Linked DNA regions of Mus musculus: all the other regions are linked to region 3. A link is a contact called in public HiChIP or PLAC-seq and promoter capture Hi-C data. All regions are on one chromosome and are shown on one strand. The core of a region is the stretch at or near the end of the contact, and the rest is flanking DNA. Distances in the headings are between cores, read along the strand shown.

Region 1 (2,700 bases), core at 43-2,542, 1.3 Mb before region 3:
AGCTTTTCAGCAGAGCTGTGGATTAGCTAGCCTTGTGTTATGGTGTTACATGACCCCTGCTAAGAATCACCAAGTGCTGGCCAGAGAGGATGGGCTGTGCCATGCATGAGAAGTTTGCTCTCCTGCTGCTGGTGTTGTCCAGCGATGCTAGTGTCAGACACCATAGGGTCCCTAACATAAAGTGCTTGGTAGAGATGTAGCTTTGGGTGTGGGGGCATGGCTGCTGATTAGAAGAGGACAAATTGACTAGTACTGGGCCTGCCTTTTCTTTATGTCTTAGAGGAGAGGGCACTCCTGGACCTGCCGAATCAGAGTTGATAGCTGGGTATATCTGAGCACAGGGCTTGTTCCTGCAGGGCTGAAACACTGCTATAGAAATATAGCCTGCAAGAATCTTGGTCATATTCTGCCAGGATGCCTCAAAGAGCAACAGACCTAGCCACAATAAATCACTGCTGAGCCATAAGTTTCTAGAGCTCTGTGTTTTAGACCCTTGCCCTGCCCCTTGGCAATGTGTGGGATGAGAAGTGGGCTCTAGGCTTAGAAGGGCATATGTAGGGCTCTCTAATCCGGGGCCAGTGAAACAAGGAACAAGAGGTTGGGATTTCCTTGGTGTCTATATCTGAATTCTGGGCCTACTCATGGAGAGTGGATTGACAAGGCCTTTGTACAATTTCTTGGAGTCCAAGGCATGCTGAGGCTGCCTGCAAAGGGGATTCAAGGAGGTGCTTCAGTTCTATCCTGTAGGCAGCAGAAAAGTTACCTTCAGGAGATAGGACTTTTGTCCTTTATGTTTGGTGGACAGCGAGAAGCAGGGGTAGGTGCTCACAGACGATGCAGCCGGAACCCCTGAAAGTCTGGAGCAGTCTGTCTTGTGATCGAATTTGAGTTGGTTTCCAGATAGGGCAGCTTCCTTTTCTTTGTGCTGTGCTGATGTACAAGTTGATGCTGTTCAGAGGGTAGAGATATAAGAGCTTCACACCAGACAGTTCTGAAGCCAAGAAGAGAGGTGTTTCTTAGAGGCCTGATAGGTAGCACAGGCAAGAAAGGCTTGGTGCCACTAGATATGCTTCTGAGACTTCTGGCTGCACCTCAAGAGGGCTTTCATGTGGTCTGCAAGGGGCGTGTCTACTTTTCCATACCTGCTTGGTTGGCTGGGTAGTTTTCTTGATGTGGTCAGCTTGGCTGTGTGTGGAGCCTTCTAAAGAGATTAGCCATCCAGAGTGGCATGTTCGACTAGGGGGAAGAGGCACGTTTGCTAGTGTAGAGCTGATGTGAGCCCCAGAGCCAGCAGTCTCCAGATGGAGCAGCTCTGGTTGTTCCTCTAACATTCTGTATACACCCCTCTTCTGCCAGCAGCTGGTATAGCCTTTGGATACTATGGCTATGGGCCAAAGAGATCCTTGGTGAAAGTTCAAGATGGAGTCAGAGAGGGAGCAGGGGAGCCCCCGGCAACAGCAAAGCGAGGGCAAGTCAAGGCAGGATTGTAGGATGTGAGCCAGTGGTTGGCAGAGATGCTTGCTCCAAGAGGCTGCTGTTCTCTTTGGAACTGGAGCACATGCGCATCCCCAACCTCCACCCCAGGAGCCCACGCTTTCCTTTGTAATACAGCAGGTGTCCAGGTCAGTTAGCCTAGGACCGGGAAAGCAAGCTGAACCTAGGCAAGGTGGGGTTAGGAGGTAGAAGGACTTTAAAAGGCCAATGCTTGGTCCTCTTCTGTACCCTGAGACTCAGTTTCCTACTGGAAGTGATATCAGTTTAGTTTTGGTATCTACAAGATCTGGCCTAGCTAGCTTGGCTCCTCTTCTCTCCCCCTTCTCTCCCCTCCCTCCTCTCTCTTTCCCTTTCCCTCTCCCTTCCCTTCCCTTTCTGCATGCATGCATGCTTGTATATATGTATTATGGAAAAGGGTTTCATATTCAGGCTAGACCTTCACCTCACCGCACAGCTATAAATTAGCTCAAAGTTTTGATCTTCACGCTTCTACCTCTTTAGTGCTAGGGCTTTAGGCCCATGTCACCATTCCAGGGTTATGTGGTGGTGGGTATGGTAGGTTTTGTGTATGCCAAACACTTTACTAGCTGAGCTGTGTTTCCAGCCTCGTGGATAAGTATTTTGTCCAGTGTTTTATTTTTACTCTGTGGACGGGGGTAACAGGCCTCCCTTAAAATAACAGCCTTGGTCTTAGTCCACACTTCTTAGTTTTCAAAGTGGAAACAGTTTAGGGAGTTTCAACTGAGGCCTGCATCTTAAGAACTGTGCAAAGACCTGCCTCAGCTGTGCATTCTGGGAGGCCTCACATAGGGTATGTGTGCATCTCTGACATCTTAAGCCCATCAATGCAGGCCCCCTCACATAGCTTTTGAGCTAGTCTTTCAACAAAGAGAAAGGCCTTGGAAGGGGCCTGCTTTTGTCTTGTCACTGATGGTGGCTCCTTCCATTGCAGTTCTTCAGACAAAGCTTTTCTCTTCGCCACATTCACTTTGCAGTTCTTCACTTGGCCAAAGAAGCAAATCTGTTTTCCATATTGGAAAGCTGGAGGTGGTTCAGGAGAGGTAGGAGAGAAAGCGGCCTCACTGGCTGTAAAACATGTGAGCTTGGGTTTCTCTAGCCATGGGATTCATTTCTCTGTCACCGGTCTCCAGCAGGACCAAAATACAGGTCTGGGTATGTTTATACTGAACATTTTTACATTGTTTT
Region 2 (2,700 bases), core at 154-2,653, 1.2 Mb before region 3:
GGACTGGCCTTAAATTGCATGGACAGGAGCCATTAAGGAGATCTTAAACTTCCTGACTCTAAGCTTACGTCTTATCAGTGCTCCTCAAGCTATTACTATTGTGACAGTCCAAGTGGGACAATGGGGACACTGTCCTCAAGTCCAGCTGCCTATTCCCTCCATTCATGTGGTCCAGGGTTATATCAGTGTACCCTCCATATCCCACAAGAATGGGAATCCATTGCTAATAGGAGCCAAGTACTCAAACACTCAGACTTGGACATGTCACCAAGCACTGCTCACCGACAGGAAGCCCCAGGACATGGTCTGGTGAGGGCAGCCCAAAGCGGAACCTTCTGGTGTTGTGACTGATTTGCTGGTTAGAAAAAGAAGAAGAAGAAAGAGGTAGGCAGGTTCTGTTGACTCTCTAGGAGTTTTGCTTTGTGGTCCAGATCTTTAGAAAGGTGCTCCATTTGGTCCTGAGGTGACTGATCACCTCATATCCCCAGCTAGCATTCTCCCCCACCCCCACCCTCCCCTTTCACCTAACCAGAGGGAGGTTTAGGTGACCCACTACCTCCTTCTCAATCAAGGGCAGCGGGTACTTGGCTTCAGGGTCCTGTAAGGTGATAAGATCTTTCTTCTTGACACTCATTTTCTTCAGGGCTATGAGAATCGCAGTGGCCCCGGTGACAGGTTTGGTCCTGGCAGATACAGTGTGAAGACAGACCTCAGATTTCACCCATGCTGGGCTAGGCAGCTCTAAGCCTGGCTGATCTTATGTCTTACAGGACTAGCAGAGAGAAAGGTATTAATACAGAAGGCTCTCTCTGGGACCAGCGTGCAGAGGTTAGCTGCAGGTCCAAGAAGACCCCTGGACCAGGCTTGACACCTATCCCAGAGTGCTAGTGTCTCCAGGCCCTCATTGGTCATCTGCCTCCATCCTGGGGGGAATGACTGTGGGATCCTTACCAGCTAACAGCAAGGCTGGGGACAGAGCTCACCTCTCTAGAGACTTGCCACACTCACTTCGGATTCCGCTGGAGCAGTGGAGCAGTGAGTGGCTTGGGGACTCACTAGCACCTTCCTATGAGTAACTGAGGCAAACATATACCTGTAAGAGGCGTGGCCAACCTCCCTATAATAGCCCTCAACTCCACCCAGCTCCTCCCTCACTAGGCCAGTTTGTTCTCATCCCAACCTGTTGCAGAAAAGTCTGCAGCTTAGCCCTGAGGCCCACTGTCCCAACCAGCTGGGAAACCGCCCGTGAATCCTGCCTCGGCCACCGCCTGCGGCTGTTCGCCTAGCCCCGGGTTCCTTCCTGCCCCGCGCTTTCCCGGCAGAACTCACCTGGAGCGAGATGCCTGACTTATCCTCGAGATGAACAGTGCCTTTGATGGTGGGGATGATGAAACATCCGGCAGTGGCCGCTGAGGAGCTGACTCCTGCCCCATAGCGACGGATTCGAGCTTCTGTGTCACATGACTCTGGCACAGGACTAGCCTGGCGCTTCTGCAGCTGGCCGGGTGGGAATGGGGCTTATCTCCAAGATCCCTATGCAGGGATCCCTCTGCTTCTTGACTTTCCTGCGCATGTCAGCAGCCTTGAGGAAAATTCAGCCTCCCCAGCTTGTTAAGAGCCTGGCAAGATGAAGGAAGGGGTTGCTGTAAACTTGTTTACAATGCAAACTGAAGAAGAGTTGCAGCCTAGAGGAAGACTGCATATCTTATTTAACATGCTTCCTGAGCTGCTACCCTAGCCTCCCAGGACCAAGTGTTTGCAGGATTGGGGTGACTGCAGCCAGTCTTTAGTGGGAGACCGGACCGGACTCTCAGAGGCAGGATGAGAAGTTCAGATTATGAAGATTCTTCACAATGCATTTCAGAACCTTGGTTTCCTCTTCCACGCTTGCAAGTGGCAAAAGGAAAACTCATTTCATAGTGAGTTAAAGGTCAACTTTGGCAACTTAGTAAGACTAGCTTAAAGTTGAAAAGCAAACACACAAGCCGGGCGTGGTGGCGCACGCCTTTAATCCCAGCACTTGGGAGGCAGGGGCAGGCGAATTTCTGAGTTCAAGGCCAGCCTGGTCTACAAAGTGAGTTCCAGGACAGCCAGGGCTACACAGAGAAACCCTGTCTCGAAAAACCAAAAAAAACACAAACACCAGCCCAACAACAACAACAGCAGCAAAGGACTGAGATACAGGACATGGTTACCTTAGCTTGTGCGAGTCCCTGAGTTTTTAGTCTCTGGTATAGAGAGGGGGAAAGCCCAGATTGTAAAATGGTATTTCATGAAGGTATTTGCATCAAATCATTAGCTCCAACGAGAGACATGTACCCCCAACAGCAGGACTAGGAAGCCTCAGGTCCCCAGAACTGAAGTTAGAGGCAGTTGTCAGCTACCCAGTCTGGATGCTGGAAGCCAAATTCTACTTCTCTATAAGAGTGAGTTCTCTTAACTGCTGAGTCATTTTTCCAAGTCTTAAAATAATCTTTGCTATATAAATAGTTTCCCATTATTATAGATGAAATCAATTCACACAGTAATGAGATGAATATACTCCTTACTTTTACAAGAAGAACTAAATCTTGGCTGAATATTTGATTCCACACAAGGTAGTTGAGGAATCTTCAATGTTTTTCAGAGTTCATAGATTTTTTTAAATATATATATAATTGTTGATGCTGAAACTCAACATTTTGTACATACATAGGAAAA
Region 3 (2,700 bases), core at 192-2,691:
CACGCCTTTAATCCCAGCACTCGGGAGGCAGAGGCAGGCGGATTTCTGAGTTCGAGGCCAGCCTGGTCTACAAAGTGAGTTCCAGGACAGCCAGGGCTATACAGAGAAACCCTGTCTCAAAAAACCAAAAAATAAAAATAAAAAATGAAAATATTTATTTATCTATTACACACACACACACACTGTCCCTATCTTCAGACACACCAGAAGGAGGCATCAGATCCTATTACAAATGATTGTAAGCCACTGTGTAGTTGCTGGGAATTGAACTTAGGACCTTTGGAAGAGGTTATTGCAGAGAATCTGCGTTGAGGTTCTAGCAAGGGGAAGGGGTTGGTTGGTGGCTTACAGCTACTCACAACTCTAGTTGTGTTCCTAACCGCTGAGCCATCTCTCCAGTACCAGCATAGGAGTCTTCATAATTAGCTCCTGGCCCTGCTTAGAGATCTATCCTTTCTTTTGATAATGCCATTTAACCACCAAATTCTTTCTTTAAATGTACTAGTCTTGCTCTCATTCACCTTAAGCCCTCTACATGAACTGTTCACTCCACCAGAAGAGCTCTCCCTACAAAACCCCAAATAATAGTTGGCTGCCTGAATTCTTCAAGTTTCCACTCCAACTTGATACCCTCATTGTATCCTACTCTAACCCTTCATAATCTTTCATGCTCTCATAACCTCCACTGATCATTTCTTTCTCATAGCACAGTCAAATAGTAATAATAATTTACTGTGTATCGAAGCACTTTCTAACCTAATGTAGGATTTAGTCCTTTTCTCTCCCCCAAAGAGAATGCAACCCTTTGCTATTTAGTTCACTTATATACCCTAGCATATAAGAGAGAGTCTGGTGCATATTAAGCATTTAAATTGTTGAATGAATATGCCTCCCTAATGATGCCTTATGAAGCCATCACAAATAAAGCACTATTGGTCAGGCATGATGATTCCTGCCTATAGTCCTAGCATTCGGGAAGCAGAGGCAGGAAAGTTGAGGTAAGTTCCAGGCCAACCTAACCTATATGGCTAGGCGTGGAATGCAAAGTAGATCCTGAGTCCAAATTTTAATTCATTGATTAATAAGTTAAATGGATGTAACAGTGAATCCCCTGTAAGACTGATATTTAATATCCATTTAAGTCTTAAACAATTGCGACCTTTACACTACTCTGTGCCGCCACCTGGTGGCAACTGTGTAGATTGCTAGTTGCTTCCTCCCCATTCCCACCCCAGGAAGTCCTAAAGTTACTAGGAACTACTCTGGACTCCTACACACTGAGTGCGCATCGGACAGAAATTAAAGCGCACACCGCGCACTAAAACTTACAACTAGCCGGAAATTTCATGTCCAATAGTCATCAAGATATGATTCACGTGGTATAAATTTAGCCAATCAAATTTCTAATTCCTCCAACTCACGCTCTTCTGTTCTAGGCTCTCTCTCTTTCTCGGCAAGATGGCTTCTCCGGCCGTACCGGCTAATGTCCCTCCTGCCACTGCAGCCGCAGCCCCGGCGCCGGTCGTCACCGCAGCCCCGGCTTCAGCCCCGACCCCATCCACGCCAGCTCCGACACCGGCTGCGACTCCCGCTGCGTCCCCGGCGCCCGTCTCGTCTGATCCTGCTGTAGCTGCGCCTGCAGCCCCGGGCCAGACCCCAGCCTCCGCGCCAGCCCCAGCGCAGACGCCGGCGCCTTCGCAGCCCGGGCCCGCCCTCCCGGGGCCTTTCCCGGGCGGCCGCGTGGTCAGGCTACACCCCGTCATTTTGGCCTCGATCGTGGACAGCTACGAACGCCGCAACGAGGGAGCTGCCCGAGTTATTGGAACCCTGTTGGGTGAGTTCTGGGGAAATTAATGTTTTCTTCCTGTGCATCTTACTATTCCTCTCGTTCCATCGCCCCTGAACTCTTAGCCTGTTTCTCTTTTTGCACCTTCCTACTGTGGCTTGCCTTCCCGAGTGATCTGAATTCAGCCGAATTGCCGTTAAGCCACAGAAATGTGCAAGGAGTAGGTATAAGCTATTGCGTAGTTTGTGATACTTGATCTACATGTTATTTTATACTCCCAACAACGTGGTACTGAGAGGGCATGCTGCCAAAAATGAAAGCTCAAATGACAGCAAGTTCAAAGCCCTTGACCCGTTAAACAGAGTACCCACATGCCCTCTCTTATGCAGTGACCTACCACCACCCCAGCACAAACAGAAAGTGCCCACCACCCATGTTAGGGAAGAGGATGTGTCAGAAGCTTCCTCCAACTCAAATAAACCAGGTATATTTGTAACATATTCTGGATATATAATATCTAGCTTTCCTAAACTTTTCAGACAGGCACGTGTCCCAAGGTTTTCCTACATACTGGTTCATAAACCCTAGATATGCTCAGCTCCAAGTTCTACCCCCACCCCCAACCCCCACCTCACTCCTCTGATTTTTCATTTGGACACAGACTGTTGTTGTATTATGTGTCCGTCGCTAACCTTCAAGATGAAGAGAAGCCAACTATCTGAAGAGGTTGGCATCCCAGGCTTACGGGAGGGTGGCAGGAAGTGAAGCCCTCAGTGGTTTGGTCACCTGCCTGTGGGGCAGGACTCACAGGGAGCTGAGAAGACTCCTCCAGGCTGGTCTCTGCAGAGGCCCATGACCAGCACTCATTCCAGAGCCGAGGCAGGGGAAACTAGAGAACATGCCTGCTTTGTGGA
Region 4 (2,700 bases), core at 96-2,595, 1.4 Mb before region 3:
ACTAAGGACTGCACTAATATGTGGGAAGAAAGACACAGATGTCCGAGGCAGTTTGGTTTTGGTTTTGTTTTGTTTTTAAATAAGGATGTAAGAGAAGTTAGCTAAAGTTCAGGCAGTTTTGGAAGGAGTTCAAAGATGGTTCTCTGAAACAAGAGCAATTGTTCTTAACAATAAGGAGATGGTGCTTGGAACATTACCAAGGATATAGGGAAGAACCAGTTAGCGACCAAAATCATATCAAAGAAGAGGAGAGAGGAACATCTATTAAGAACTAGGATATTCAAGAGCTACCAATAAGAAATGTTCAGATTTTAGATTTCAGCTACTTGTGTATGGATCAAATGCAAACTCAGGTCTTCTACCTCCCGACCAGGGCTCTTTCCATATTCCATAAATGCTCCAATTTCCCCTATTTTAAAAAGTGATTCATTAACAATGCAAAATAAAACAGAACAGAAGATGGAGGTGGGGTCCTGGGCCTGCCTATGGAAAAAGAGGTAAAGGTGGGGAGGCACTAGCACAGGAAACATAAACATGGAAGGTTTTATGGCTTTGCTCCAGCAACGGGATTTCTCTTTAGCTGGCCTGAGGGTCTGGTTTCCAGGCTGCTGCTAATGGGAATTCTGACACTGATGATGGGAAACTCGAGGACTTTCTCACAGTGGGATTACATTTCCTGATGACTCAGTGTCCCAAAAACCACTGTGTCAATCATTCATTCTCATCCTAAAAATTTTCTTCTGGGCCAGGAGAGATGGCTCAGTGGTTAGAAGCACCTGCTGCTCTTGCAGAGGACTGGAGTTCAGTTCCCAGGAATCATATCAGAGAGATTGTAACTCTGGACCCAGGAATCTCTGAGGCCACGTTCTGGCCACTGTGGGCCCCATATTTTCATGCATACATGTGTACATGAATTAAAAAATAAATCTAAAGAAAAAGGAAAAAAATTTTTTTCTTCTAAGTTCAATCCTGACAATTCTCAGCTGTTGGTCTGGGTAGCCAGGCCTGTGCCCACTGTACCCCTCTGCCCACAGAGCAATGCTGCCCTGTACACTTTTCTGAGATGGCATAGATCAGCATTCACATTTCCTTGCTATGCCTTTAAGAGCTACGAGAATGCAAGAAACAGAGGTGGGGTCTCCTAACAGAACTTCTTGGAAAAAGATCCTAGGAATTTCTGCCAGAAACTGAACTGAAATTCCAACACTGAGACCTTGGGGGGTGGCCTGTGTTGAGCTAGGCCTGCGATTGGACTGCACAGTCTATTAAGGAGGAGGGAACCAAAAGTAAAAGAGTTGGGGGAGGGGAGAGGAGAAAAGACCTCCCCTCCCCTTCCCCAACCCGTACACTCTGAACCTGGAAGCTGTAAGTAGCCATTAGCCTGGAGAGGGTCTGTGCATGGCCAAGCTGAGGGCAGCAGACACTGGACCCCCGGAGCTCTCTGCAACCAAGTGAACACGTAAGGCCTGCAGAGACTGGCTTGCCAACAGCTGGACTTGATCACCAGCTTGAAACTGAGATCATGCACCGGGTAGAATAACAAGCGGACTTTGTTCTCTCTGGCTATGCAAAGCGTTGTTTTCCAAGGAATTGCCACAGCAGCAGACAGAAAACCAGAGATCACCACCCGGACCCCTGAGTCGTTTTAGAGAACCAGAGTTCCTGGGAAGTGTGCAGGATGGTGGTGGCCCTTCAAGAAGCTTCTGCTTCCCTGGTTCTCTTCCTTGCAGCATTTCTGCCCCCACCACAACATGCCCAGGACCCAGCCATGGTACACTACATCTACCAGCGCTTCCAAGTCCTCGAGGTAGGTGACCTGTCTTCCCTTCACAGGGAGTATGCCTCTTGGAAGTCACTCTGCTGTGCCCCCACTTTGCTGTCAACTAGGGTGCATGTCTTCCTGATACAGAATGAATCACTGCTAAGATGACATTTACAGATGTGCATAGCCTAGCAGCTCAGATGCCACCTCCATTGCAGGCCGCTTGTACTTTCCCCTGGCAGTTTTTCTAACCTATAAAATGGACATAGTGATAGAATTTAGGTTCAAATGATACTCTGCAGATTTAATAAAGAGATTTCAAATTAGGGATGTTTTATTTGGGTCATTAATCCATACTCAGAACATAGCCTAACTCACTGAGTAAATTCTCAGGTTGTTGAACATTCAAAACCAAATAGTTCAGTCTTCAATGTATGAATTAGAACTCTAGTCATGTTTTCTTCATCTTTTACTATATAGGGATGCTAAGTGATTCCAGCTTTTCTCTTTTCCTTTTTATGATAAACTGTTAAGTGAATATAAGACAATGTGGTGTTACATATGGAGGCTCACCATAGATTTTTGCTTTTTATTCCTAACTGGACTTGGGTTTGGAAATGAGATTTCCCAGCAATGTTAAACAGAGTGAGAGCATTTGAGGTAGAACTTTGTTAGAACAGTCAAAAACCCAGGGTCGGGAACATGACTCAATTGGTAAGAACTAGCCTAGCGTGCAGGAGCCTGGGGTTCAAGGCTCATCACTGCAGAAACCAGGTATGTTTTATGATATCAGCTGTAACAGCAGTACTCAGGGAGTGGAGGCAGGAGGATCAGGGGCTTCAGAGTCATCTTTGGCTAAACAGGAAGTTTGAAGCCAGTTTAGACTAAGTGGGACTCTATACCAAAGCAAAACAACAAGTGAACAAAATTCAATATTT
Region 5 (2,700 bases), core at 180-2,679, 1.2 Mb before region 3:
CAAAACAAAAAACCAAAAAAAAAAAAAAAAAAAAAGAAAAAGAAAAAATGTTCAGGGAGCAAGTACCTAGGCTCAGGCCTGAGCTCTGGCTAGGACTGCGTGGTGGCCACTGAAACTCTGAAGGGCAGGGATTTTCCTCTTTAATTGGCCTTCTGTTTATCTTTCCTCTCTGGCATGAAGCACAGAACAAGAATGGTGTTTATTTTATTTACCAAGGCTTCTCCAGGGTCTGCAGACTTATACCCAGTGGACTCGTACATATTTGATAAATGAGTGAGTTCATCTTGACTATGTAGAGACACAGACATCTTCCATAGCAGTGCATTCCTGCCTCACGAATGCGCCTCTGTCAGCCCCTCTAACCAGCACATGGATTTTCTTCTCTTTGCTCTAAAATCTGACTCCACTGTATCATTCTCTGGAATGTGGTTAAACACAGATGAATAAACATGTTCATAGACAGAGGTCTTGAGGGGGCTGGGGCTGCAGCAGGGCCAAAAGATTCATGAGATCTAGAAAGATCATATTAAAACTGATTAATTATTTTGAGGAACTTAATCTTTATTATTATTATTATTATTTTATTTATTTACATGTCAAATATTGTCCCCCTTCCCACTCTCCCCTCTGCAAATCCCCCATCTCATCCTCCTTTCCCTTTGTCTCTAAGAGGGTGCTCCTCCCCCACCTCACCCCTCTAGCATCCCCTTTTGTTTGGGCAACAAGCCTCCACAGGACCAAGCATCCTGGATGCCAGATGAGGCAGTTCTCTGCTACATAGGTAGTGGGAGCTATGAATCCACCCATGTGTACTCCTTGGTTGGTGGTTTAGGCCCTGGAAGCTCTGAGGGGTCTGGTTAGTTGATGCTTCCTATGTGGTTGCAGTCCCCTGCAGCTCCTTCCGTGAAGGACTTAATCTTTAACAAAGGAGCAGATGGCATCCAGTAACATACTCCTCATCCCCCATTACTGACTCAAGGAAAGTCCATTAGATTGCTGGTAGTTATATCTGAGCAGTAGTCAGGACAGTTTGTCTAAGTCACTCTGCAGGTAGATGGCAGATAGATAACAGAACAGGACTTGAACCCAGGTCTGTTGGACCAGCAAGCTCAGGTTCTTAATACCTGTGCTCTGAGGTTAGAGATTTTCCTAGAGCAAACCAGAAAGGCCTAGGGCTTGAGGGAAAAGACTCCACTCACTCTATGGTGAGTGGAGCAGTAAAGACAACTCTGTCCTGTCTTCCCCACTGTCTCAGACAGGCAGGTGGCATAGCTCCTCTATCCATGCTTATTAACCCGCCTCCTAGTGTGGGTATGCTTAATTCCTAATAAAGGGTTTGCAGGTAATAGATGGTATGGGTGCTTGCTGAGTGACTATATCTCTAGGGTCCTCTCAGTGAGTCACAGAATTTGACTCTGACTCATTTATGCCAAAAGGAAGTATTTTGCATAGTGTGGGCTAGTGACCCTCTGAATGAGAGAAGATGAGACAAGCTATGAAAAGGACAGAGGTCATGGCATTCTCCCAGCCTTGGGAGTCTGGTGCTGGCACCTGGACTTATGTCTAAGGTCTAGGGCTCAGGGACAAAAGGCAGTTTGATCCTGGAGGCTTATATGTGCATTGTCTCTCAGAACTTGATGGATTATTTAATGAACATTTCTTGAAAGAACAAAGCGTTCATATGAGTACACACACCCTGGCTATAGCCAGGGGCAGAAATGTTCTTAGAGGAGTCATCAAGGGGAAAGGCATCAAGGGAAAGCCCTCATGGCTGCTCTTCTGTTTGTGAAACAGATATCACCACGATGCAGCTCTCCCACCCCAGGACCACCTCCTTTGCCACAGAAATCACTGGAGAGCAGGTAGGAGAATTGAACTCTTTCTGGGGCACACAAGGCAGATGGCAACTGGGCAGGTGTGGTGTGTATAGCCACAGGGCTCTGGGTACAGTGTTAAGCCAACTTCTTCTGTGTACTGAGGAATTTCCTCTCCCATAGGCTGAGAGTCACTGACATTGAGGAAAGATCTACCCAGGGAACTTGTTGGCTATAATCCTTCATTTCCTCTGTGGCCACTGGTAGCATTGTCCCCTTTCTGTGCATTTGATGCCCTCAGAAGAATAACCACTGTGAAGACACAGGTCCCCTGAGCTGACTGCCCAGGATAGGTAGAGCCAGAATGAAGGGTTGGAGGACCCTAGGCCATGCTTGAAGCTATGGCTGGGTGCTCTTGCCTCTTCCCAAAGAAGGGCCTTGCAGTTCCCTACCCAGATTACTTTTGGCTTTAAAGGTTAGGTGGCCTAAGCACTTTTCCTCCACCATGACTCTGTGGACACTGGGTTTCCGCAGGGAGACCCAGTGGTCATATCTTATAAGTACCAGTGTTGGGCCAGGCTTGCCCCAAGGTCTTACCTTATACGTGGGTTACCTCCTATAAGGTGATTTCTCTCTGACCTTTACTCCAAGCTGAAGTTAGGCTGTTGGTTAAGCATCTAACATGCCATGTTCATGAATGGCACCAAGGAACCCTTTCCATGGTCACTAAGATTCCTTTCTGTGTTTATCCAGGGCTCAGAAGAAACTCTCCTGCAGTCTAGAAGACTTGAGACGTGAATCTGGGGATAAGGTCAGCTCATCAATCAGCCGTGCTAATTACTGAGTTGCTCCTTTAGGCCCAGCACAGTGCTGGGATGAGCTGGTG

The links. Promoter capture Hi-C pulls out the DNA fragments that hold promoters and counts their contacts. HiChIP or PLAC-seq counts read pairs in DNA pulled down with a chosen protein or histone mark.
Region 1: an H3K27ac HiChIP or PLAC-seq map of thymic regulatory T cells shows a contact between it and region 3, with 11 times the contacts expected there. The contact joins the enhancer-like site here to the promoter of Eif3f in region 3. A contact is called at or near these places in 8 of 39 promoter capture datasets (the 3T3-L1 cell line, cranial neural crest, frontonasal cranial neural crest and 4 more), 1 of 484 Hi-C or Micro-C datasets (cortical neurons) and 6 of 115 datasets of contacts at active chromatin or transcription factors (astrocytes, embryonic limb bud, embryonic stem cells and 3 more).
Region 2: a contact with region 3 is called in an H3K4me3 HiChIP or PLAC-seq map of embryonic stem cells, with 14 times the contacts expected there. The contact joins the promoter of Cyb5r2 here to the promoter of Eif3f in region 3. A contact is called at or near these places in 4 of 39 promoter capture datasets (cranial neural crest, frontonasal cranial neural crest, hippocampal neurons and 1 more), 1 of 15 datasets of contacts at CTCF or cohesin (stem cell-derived epiblast-like cells), 10 of 484 Hi-C or Micro-C datasets (the N1E-115 cell line, cerebral cortex, cortical neurons and 4 more), 10 of 115 datasets of contacts at active chromatin or transcription factors (astrocytes, embryonic limb bud, embryonic stem cells and 3 more) and 1 of 9 other capture datasets (embryonic stem cells).
Region 4: a contact with region 3 is called in a promoter capture Hi-C map of second pharyngeal arch cranial neural crest. The contact joins the promoter of Olfml1 here to the promoter of Eif3f in region 3. A contact is called at or near these places in 3 of 39 promoter capture datasets (cranial neural crest, liver and second pharyngeal arch cranial neural crest) and 2 of 115 datasets of contacts at active chromatin or transcription factors (large pre-B cells and stem cell-derived neural progenitor cells).
Region 5: an H3K27ac HiChIP or PLAC-seq map of trophoblast stem cells shows a contact between it and region 3, with 12 times the contacts expected there. The contact joins the enhancer-like site here to the promoter of Eif3f in region 3. A contact is called at or near these places in 4 of 39 promoter capture datasets (the 3T3-L1 cell line, cranial neural crest, maxillary cranial neural crest and 1 more), 5 of 115 datasets of contacts at active chromatin or transcription factors (embryonic limb bud, large pre-B cells, pro-B cells and 2 more) and 1 of 9 other capture datasets (liver).

Annotation. Positions count from the first base shown.
Region 1 is chr7:107,658,254-107,660,953 of GRCm38.p6, forward strand. All of the region lies in intron 3 of Ppfibp2 (PTPRF interacting protein, binding protein 2 (liprin beta 2)), which reads left to right. Among named protein-coding and RNA genes, the nearest start is that of Ppfibp2, 65 kb to the left of the region's middle. Within about 2 kb of position 1,293, at least 20 of the 459 cell types and tissues checked have an H3K27ac peak or open chromatin away from gene starts, as enhancers often do. A contact at or near this core is called in thymic regulatory T cells, where this site is marked.
Region 2 is chr7:107,756,629-107,759,328 of GRCm38.p6, forward strand. It overlaps Cyb5r2 (cytochrome b5 reductase 2), which reads right to left and starts at 1,404. Exons shown (of 9, transcript NM_177216.4): 1 at 1,330-1,404; 2 at 557-683; 3 at 283-355. The coding sequence starts at 634.
Region 3 is chr7:108,932,974-108,935,673 of GRCm38.p6, forward strand. Eif3f (eukaryotic translation initiation factor 3, subunit F) reads left to right here and starts at 1,442. Exons shown (of 8, transcript NM_025344.2): 1 at 1,442-1,834. The coding sequence starts at 1,459.
Region 4 is chr7:107,566,088-107,568,787 of GRCm38.p6, forward strand. It overlaps Olfml1 (olfactomedin-like 1), which reads left to right and starts at 1,346. Exons shown (of 3, transcript NM_172907.3): 1 at 1,346-1,807. The coding sequence starts at 1,679.
Region 5 is chr7:107,719,537-107,722,236 of GRCm38.p6, forward strand. Ppfibp2 (PTPRF interacting protein, binding protein 2 (liprin beta 2)) reads left to right here. Exons shown (of 25, transcript NM_008905.2): 12 at 1,795-1,862; 13 at 2,568-2,625. Among named protein-coding and RNA genes, the nearest start is that of Cyb5r2, 37 kb to the right of the region's middle. Within about 2 kb of position 1,430, at least 14 of the 459 cell types and tissues checked have an H3K27ac peak or open chromatin away from gene starts, as enhancers often do. A contact at or near this core is called in trophoblast stem cells, where this site is marked.